Linked DNA regions of Capra hircus: region 1 is linked to region 2. A link is a contact called in public Hi-C data. All regions are on one chromosome and are shown on one strand. The core of a region is the stretch at or near the end of the contact, and the rest is flanking DNA. Distances in the headings are between cores, read along the strand shown.

The links. A called contact is a pair of places that touch in the nucleus more often than the background predicts.
Region 1: a contact with region 2 is called in a Hi-C map of blood, with 6 times the contacts expected there. The contact joins the promoter of FAM207A here to the enhancer-like site in region 2. A contact is called at or near these places in 3 of 5 Hi-C or Micro-C datasets (all in blood).

The regions. Positions count from the first base shown.
Region 1 is chr1:144,742,261-144,746,659 of ARS1.2, forward strand. It overlaps FAM207A (protein FAM207A), which reads left to right and starts at 2,955. Exons shown (of 6, transcript XM_018052151.1): 1 at 2,955-3,241. The coding sequence starts at 3,104.
Region 2 is chr1:144,695,659-144,699,899 of ARS1.2, forward strand. It overlaps ITGB2 (integrin subunit beta 2), which reads right to left. Exons shown (of 16, transcript NM_001285538.1): 10 at 4,066-4,206; 11 at 2,456-2,643; 12 at 2,126-2,370; 13 at 1,710-1,929; 14 at 1,304-1,509. Among named protein-coding and RNA genes, the nearest start is that of ITGB2, 27 kb to the right of the region's middle. Within about 2 kb of position 1,868, at least 1 of the 5 cell types and tissues checked has an H3K27ac peak or open chromatin away from gene starts, as enhancers often do.

The sequences.
Region 1 (4,399 bases), core at 1,705-4,204, 48 kb after region 2:
CTTCCTTAGGGGCCCTCGGGGCGGGGCAGGAAGGTCTGCAGTTCCCTCGCGACTTTTCTTTGACCCCGCCTGGCTCAAGCGTCCCCAGGCCCGCGCGCGGAGCCTCCGCCTGCCGCGGGGCGACCTGCCGGGTGCAGACAATCAGACCCTGAGCCTCACGCTCCGCCGCGTGCGCTACTCACCGGCTCTCGGCCCTGCAATCTGAGCACCGGCCGCCCGCAGGTGCTTCCTGGTGCTTTACCTGTCGGCCTCAAAGAACCCCTACAGCAACTCAGTGTAGTGATGGGGAGACAGACTCCTACCTTGCTCAGGTCACCTCCGAAACTGGCCACCTCCCTGGGGGAGCGTGAACCGGGCCTCCTCTCGGAGAGGAGGCCAGGCGGGGGCTGAGCGGAGAGGAGTGTGGCCGGGGAGGGGGCAGAGAGGATGCATCCCGGGGCTCAACAGGGCTAAGACAGGCTTATCTGTATTCACGTGGGGAGCTGGTGCAGCAGGCCCACCCAGGACGGACGTCCTGACACGGGGCACGTGGAGACGCGTAGGGAAAAGGCACTGGCCAGCGTCCGGATGTATTGGGCCCTCGGGCTTCACGTCCCAGCAAGATCGCTGGCCCGGGCGGCGCCCCCGCAGCAGGGAGCTGGGCGCTGGGAGGGGCGGCGGGTCAGAGCCTAGCATCTGCAGCCCGGCTGTTCGCAGGTCTCCGTCCGCTCTCACGTGCAGCCCGGTGGGGTTTGGGAATCCCGAGGGCAGAGCTAGGGGCTGGAGGTCATCAGGAAGTCCTTGCGGCGGGCCCCGAAGGACCCAGTGGACAAGGATGGACTGCGGGGTGTTTGCCCTGCACCCTTCCACGACTGCGTGGGACCCCTGGACCCGCTCGGAGGACCGCGTCCTGCGGAGGCTGAAGGCGCTCGGGGGCCCGAGGAAGGGCCCGCGCTGGGATCCATCCATCCCCCCACCCCCAGCATCTCCGCGCGTCTGCGGCCTCCGCGCCCCAACGCCTCTGCAGAAACCCACGAGGGCCGTGGGCGCCCTCGCGCGACAGAAGAATTAACTAGCACCACCAGCACGAGGCACAGGGTCTGTCCAGGGACCATCAAGACCGCGAGGTCCCGCTGGGAGGCCCTCAGAGGAAACAGGAGCTGCGGCTCGGCGCTGGGAAGGGCAGAGCTGCTGAGGGAGGGGGCGTCCCGGGAAGGGCAAAGCCGGGGGTAGGCTTTCCAGGGTGACCATGGCCACGACCCCTGGGGAGGCAGGGGCTGCTGTAAAGCTGAAGGGGCCCCATCCTGGCCAGGGGTGGAGGGAGAGGGCAAGAGGTTCCAGTGAGGTGGCCAGGGCAGAAGCCCAGTGAGGGTGGAGCCTGGGGGGGTTGACATGGGGGCTGCTCGGTTTGATGTGACGGGGGGACTGCATGCAAGCAAGGTGACATGTAAGCCAAGGTGGCACCCTGGTTTGGGGTTTGGGTGGCTATGTGAGTGCTAGTGCCATTTCTTCTGAAGGGGGATATACTGTGGGGCAGGTTGGGAAGGGAACCAAGAAGTCCGCTTTAAGATTCCCTTAGTTTCAGGTGGAGACCCAGAGAGAGGTGGAGGCTGCAATGAAAGTGTCAGGGTATTGGGATGTGACCTCATCACCCAGGAAGATGAAGGCAGAGAGGGAAGGGACCCCAGGATTAAAAACTAACATATCCATTTTGCAGCAGCTGGACAGTCTTTTCCTTTAATTGAGAAAGCATGGACTGCACAGAAAGGGCAAAAAGCAAACCTGAAATGCACGCTGCCTTGCAGGCCTCTGGAGCTGGCCAGGGGCCCAGCCACTGGGGGTCAGGCAAGGGAGCAGGCCTTCAGGCCAGGGGCCAAGCCCGGGGCCTCCCTGCCTAGATGGCTCAGGAAACAAGCCTGATTGGATGCAGAGAATCCAAGTGTTGATGATCAGGTCCAGTGATGCTGGGACCCATAGAACACAGCTGTTCCTAGAATGCGTCTCCTAGTGTCTTGGCACTGGCTGCCAGGAGGTCGTTCCTGGATGCCAGCTGGATTAGCATGGTGTCTGCATGCACCCCGGCCCTAAGTGTACCCAACAGTCATTACTCTGTGTCTTCCTTAGATCAGGGCTTCCCTGGTGGCTCAGATGGTAAAGAATCTGCTTGCAATGTGGGAGACTTGGGTTCGATCCCTGGCTCAGATCTGTGTGTCAGAAAGATCCCCTGGAGGAGGGAATGGCTATTTAGTCCAGTATTCTTGCCTGGAGAATTCCATGGACAGAGGAGCCTGGTGGGCTGCAGTCCATGGAATCCTAAAGAGCTGGACATGACTGAGTGACTAACACTTTTTCACTTTCACTCCTTAGGCCTGGCACAGCTGCAGAACCAGAGAATGTCTCCTGACACACCTTAAAGAAGTTGCAGGTGCCACCAGATGGGTGGGGATATGACTGGGTGGTGGGTTCGACCTTTTCCACGCTCCAGGAAGCCTCCCCAGCAGTTCCATTAGTCTTGGTCACAGCCTGGCAACAGGTTCTAGCCAAAGGAAGCTGGTCTAGCAGGCACTGGTCAGACACCCACCCTGGCCCTGCAGAGGCGGTGATAGCAGGACTACAGACAGGGTGGGAGCGCCGGACCTGAGAGCTGGCTTCGGGGGCTTCTTCCAGGGACATTTCTCTCCAGCCCCAGTCGAGATCCGTAAGTCCTGGCACAATGTCTCCGAGGTGCCTGCAGTCCTCAGTCCTTTGCTCTCTTCCTTCCCCGAGGGCATTTTTGACAGGCGCAAGCAAACACACTCGTGTACTTCAGCACACTTGATCCCCTCCAGCGTTCTAACCGATCATTCCCCAGATCGCACTGAGGCTGCGATTAACCAACCACACCTGCCCTGGGCGGCGGGGCGGGGCCGAAGGCGGGACCAGGCGCCTCACGACCCCCGTCGTCAGCACCGCCGCCTCGCCGCTCTGTGGCCCCGCCCTTCTCCTCTCTGAAGCCTAACAGCCGGCGCGGGCGGGATCGCGACTCCTGTTTCCGCCCGGCGGTCAGAGTGCCGGACCAGCTTCCGGCAGCGTGTGCTGCTTGAGCTCCGTGACTTCTAGCCGGCTGTGAGTCTTCGCCGGGAAGATGGGGAAAGTGAGGAGCCTGAGGGCCCGGGTGCACCAGGTTGCCGTGAGGCCCACGGGGGAGGCAGCGCCTGGCCTCGCGTCCCCCGCCCGGGAGGTAGCCCCTCTGCAGTCCTCGACTGGTGGAGTCGCGGGGAAGGTAAGCTGAGGATACTGCGGGCGGTAGGGGTGGGAAGGGGGAGCGGGTGGAAGAAGGGGGCCGCGGACCGGAGTCGGGCGCCACGCTGTGCGGCCCCGGGACCGCCCTCGGCGGGCTTTGCCGCACGGTCTGTGAGCCTTCCCGGTGCACGAAGTGTCGTGGCCTCCGTGGACCGTCAGGCTCGGAGCAAGAGGTTGACTTGCTCCGCGTCTGGAGTTCTGCCAGGGAGAACCAGAAACCTTCCACCTCGAATTGTAGAAATCTGCGCGAAAAAGGTAAATATTCCTTTACGTCGTAGCTGCGCTCCAAGGAAAGGAAAGGGGATTGCCAGGATTAAGGAAAAAAGGGAAGAGCAAACTGAAGAGATCACGCTGTACCCTGGAGCTGTTCCCTCCTCTTCCCCCATCCCCTGCCTCGGCGGTCCCCTCAGCCCTCCCGGCCCTGAGCAGCCGCTCGTCTTTGCCTGTGTCTGTACATTTCACATGGATGGGGTCGTGTAGGTTTCCGCCTTTGCGTTTGATTTTTTGGACTTAGCACAGCGTTTTCAGTGCTCACGCAGGTTGTATGACGTTTAATAATGCTTCATTCTTTTTTATGGTGGAATCACCTTCTACTGTGTGGTTAGACCGTGTTTTGTTTATCCAGGTGCTGACCCTGGAGCTGCCTGGAAGCATTTACTGGTGTTTGTAGTCAAGGGGCCAACCCTGGACAGTGGACAAAATCCTCTTGGTTTGTGGGAACAGTGGCTTTGGGTCAGTAATGCTGAAGAGAACAGCCATGTTTGTTAAGCATTTGCTATGTGCCAGTCACTTTACAGGAGAAGGCAATGGCACCCCACTCCAGTACTCTTGCCTGGAAAATCCCATGGACGGAGGAGCGTGGTAGGCTGCAATCCATGGGGTCGCTAAGAGTCGGACACGACTGAGCGACTTCACTTTGACTTTTCACTTTAATGCATTGGAGAAGGAAATGGCAACCCACTCCAGTGTTCTTGCCTAGAGAATCCCAGGGATGGGAGAGCCTGGTGGGCTGCCGTCGATGGGGTCGCACAGAGTCGGACATGACTAAAGTGACGCAGCAGCAGCAGCAGCAGCAGCAGCAGCAGCAGCAGCAGCAGCAGCAGCAGTCACCTTACATCTTTGTAACAGTCCCAGCCCT
Region 2 (4,241 bases), core at 618-3,117:
CAGCGCTCGGTGCGAGCCCCTCCCTGTCTGCCTGGCGGAGGGCACCGGAGTCTGTGGTGCCCCCTCGCTCATCACCCTGGCCTTTCCAGGGAGCCTCATGTCCTTAGAGACTGAACACCTTAGCCACAGCTGCCCCAAACCAGACCTGACGGCACATCTGCTCTGAAACCCTGGGAGAGCCCTCCACCCCAGCAGGCTGGGCTCTGCAGCCCTGGGGATACACACGGGACTGGGCCCCACATGCCTTCCTGGGGCTCTTTTTCTGGGGAGGGGGAGAGGGAGCAGGTCCCAGTCTTGCAAGAACCTGTGTGGACAGCTGTCACGTGTCTGCTGCGGTCACCCTGGAGGCTGGCCTGGAAGCCTGTGCCCGCACCCTCAGCCTCTCTGAGTGGGAAGGGCGGGGTACTCAGATCTGGGGTCAAGATGGCTCTGGGTCCTGCTGCTCCAACCCTTACACCCATCTCCTCAGGGGTCTATTGTTCCAAGTCCCTCCAACTCAAAATGTCATCATCACTCAATGTACCTCCTTGAAACTGACCCACCCTCTGCCCCCACTTGTCACCTGTCCCTTCCGATCCTGCCCAGAGCTACACTCCAGAGCAGGCTCTGTCCCCACCGCCCCAGGACCCCAGCCCAGCTCTGCTCAGTGTCTGGACCTGGTGGTGGTCCTTCCCAGGTGTATGTCCGGCTTCTGAAAGCCATGTGCTCCTCTGAAAGCTGTTGGCAGCCTCCTTTTATGTCTGGGAAGAGACCTAAGGCTCCCCTGGACTCTCAGAGCTAAGTGCCCAGCCCAGCACCTGCGACCTTCTCCAACTATCTGCAACTGTCCTCCTTAGAGATACCTTCTGACCTCTGACCTCAGAGACAGGCTCCGCTGGAGTCTTTGCCCCTCAGAACCTGCTCATATGTCCCTAGCCTGTGTCACGGAGGGACCTATGAAGACTGCGCTGGTCTCTGGGTCCTGGGCAGAGCCGGGTGACTGGCGGGTAGTGGGCATCTGGGGAAGAGAGCAGCAGCTCTGCGGGCCCTTCCAGGGCAAGGGCTGGACTTGGGTCTGGAGGTCCCCACTGTCCCCTCCGCCCGGCTCTCAGGACCCACTCTCCAGAAGCGCTCAGCTTGGGGAAGCGCTACTGTGGGACAGCCCTCCGACCAGGTATACAACGACTGGGGCGGGCTGAGAGATGCGTTGGGGGCGGGATATGGTGGCGGTGCGGCGCGGGCGGGCTGAGAGATGCGGGGCCCGGGGGTGGGGAGTGGGGGCGCAGGGGGGGACTCTTCCCGACACCCTCCGCCCCGGGTTCACCGAGCATGTCGTCCACGTGCACGTCGTATCTGTTCCGCCCGTCGCGCTGCACCAGGGTGTAGGTCATCCAGCAGCCCTCGGAGTCGCGCTCCTTGCACTTGCGGCCGCCGGGCACCGGGCTGGACAGCAGCTTCGTCTGCCCGCACGCTGCGCTGCAGTTCTTGGCGAAGGGGCCCTTGTCGAACTTCAGGCACTCGGTGCAGGGGCTGGGGGGAGCCGGGGCGTGAGCGCGGGCGGGGTTGGGAGGAGGGGCCGCCGTGAGCGGCGGGTTTGTGCAGGCCCTTCTGTGGAGGGCGGGCTGCCCGCGCCCCGCCCGCGCCCGCGCCCCCGCCCCGCACCCGGGGCCGGGCAGTGGCTCTCCCCACCCGCAAGGAGGTGCGAGAGCGGCGGGGCGGCGGACACTCACGCGAAGCCAGCGCAGGGCACGGGGCAGCCCGGGCAGTCGATGCACAGGGGCGGCTGGTAGCCGGGGTCGCACTGGCACACGTTGCAGCGGCATCGGCCCCGGCCGCTGCACTCGACGCCGTCCAGGTTGAGGCAGCCCTGAGTGGACTTGAGGCACTGGCACGCCGAGCCCTCATGCTGCTCGTTGCACCTGCAGGTGCCGCAGAAGCAGAGCCCCCTCTCTGGAAGACAGCGCGGCCGCGGACTCAGTCCCGCCCCAGCCCCCGCCCGCGCCCTAACCCCATCCCCGCCCAAACTCCTCCCTCCCCGCCCTGGAAGACAAGGCCGCCGCGGACTCAGTCCCTCACGAGCCCCGCCCTGGCCAAAGCCCCCGGCCCCACGCGGCCGAGGCTCTTCCCGCGGCCCCCCAGCGCTCACTCTCGCCCCCGCAGACTTGGCCGTCGTAGCGCTCGCAGTTGACGTTGTCGCACTCGCAGAACTGGCCGTAGATCTTCTTGTTGGGCACGTCGCTCGTGTGGCACACGCACTGCCCGCAGATGCAGTCCCCTAGCCCCGAGCAGATGATGGAGCTGTTGTCCTTGCGGCAGCTGCCCTCCAGCTCCTGGCTGCTCCGGCCGTGCGTCTGGCACTCGCAGTTCTTCCCGATGTAGCCGGCGTCGCACCTGCGGGAATGCGGGGTCAGAGCCCCCCGGGGCGCACCCTGCTTCCGCGCGCCGGCGCCGGGGGCGGGGCGGGGTGCGGCCTCACCTGCAGACGCCGCACTCCATCGAGCCTCTGCCACCGCAGACGCTGCGGTCCCTGCTGGCGTCCCGGCATTGGCACTCGCACTGGGGAAGGACCCGCACGGTCACCGTGTCCGTGAAGCCCAGCGCCCGGATGGTGAAGGACTGCTCCTGGATGCACTCGGTGGCTGTGACCTTCACCTGGAAGGTGATCTGTCATGGGAACGTAGAGCTCCGGTGAGCACGGGACCCCAGGGTCGTGACCCTACTCTGATCTCCTCTGGGCAGCATGGACAAGGGCACAGCCCAGAAGAGGAAGGGCCACCGCCCTCTGTTGCCAGGCTGGTGGAGTGGATCGAGGTGGGAGAGGGGAAGGACAGGGACATTCCAGGTGGCTCCAGGGCTCAGGAAGGGAGATGAGGGAGAAGATGACAGCTGGAAACTCAGAGATGCTGAAACATGCGCCCCCACGCAGCTCCCCCCACCCACCATCCTCAGGTGGCCTGGACTTGCGCGGAGGTCTCTTTAGAATTCTTTTAATCACGCATCTCTTAAAGGGATTTTAAAGTGACTTTGTATTAATAAATTATGTCTTTTTTCTCCAGGTATTTTGTCCTGAAGCCCGGAGGCTAAGATGTCAGAATACCATAGGAAGTCCCAGATTCTGCCTGTGAGGGTGTATCTTGAGCCTGAATGCCCCAGGAGAACTGAGCCGGCAGCACAGAATCCCCCCACCTACACTGCTCTGCTGCTCAGCCCGCAGGGAGCTTCAGGGAGCACCCGCTCAGCCTCACTGCCAGTCAACGGTAAGTGAGTCTCCACCCAGTACATGAAGACAGAGCGGAAGCATCAGGGAGGAATCAGGCAGCCAACACTGGGCGCATTCAGGTATGGATCCCTCAGTAAGAGGGGCAGAGATTTCAGTCAAAATTCACATGCATTTAGTAAGGCACATATTTGAAAGAATTTCAATGTCATTCAGAAATAAAAGCAAGTATTTTGCTGAATATTAATTCACAGCTGGTGAAAGGAAATGATTAATCATTCCTGGTCATGGCAAATTTAAACTATTAGAGAAATAACTCACTGCCTGCTTGTAATCATCTGTGTGGCCCCTGCTTTAATGTCTTTGTCAAAAAACAAGAATACAGGGACTTCCCTGGTGGTCCAGGGGTTGAGAACCTGCCTTCCAATGCAGGGGACTTGGGGTTCCACCCCAGGCTGGGGAACTAAGATCCCACATGCCAAGGGGCAACTAAGCCCGCTCACCACAACTGGAGAGCCCACGTGACACAATGAAGACCTGATGCAGCCAAATAAATTCATAACAATAATAACAATAAACAAAACCACAAAATCAGGAAAATCAAACCAAAGCAGATGCCCAGAGGGGAAGGAATGCCCTTTTTAGGTGCGTGGGGCTATGCCCAGCATCTGCCACCAGGGGGCGCTGCAGTCCTCACAGTCGGGGGTCTGTCCCCATCAGGCCACAGCGTGTGTGGATTTTAAAGAGAAGGAACTGGATCGGAGGTGGACAGGCCCAACCTCTAGCTGATCCCCGGTAGGCCGTTGGCCAGGGCACACCCTCTTGCTGTTCCAGGGGAGCCCCTTCCAGAGGCTGGGAGGGAGCCTCACCGGGACGTTGATCTGGACGCCGTCACAGTCCCCTCTGGGCTGGTCCACCTGTGACACCCCGTTACTGCAGAAGGAGTCGTAGGCGACTTTCAGGGTGTCAGGGAGGGTGTTGTGATCCAGGAATACTCTGGAGGACAGTTTCTGTGGGGAGACAGTAGTACCATCAGACCCATCTT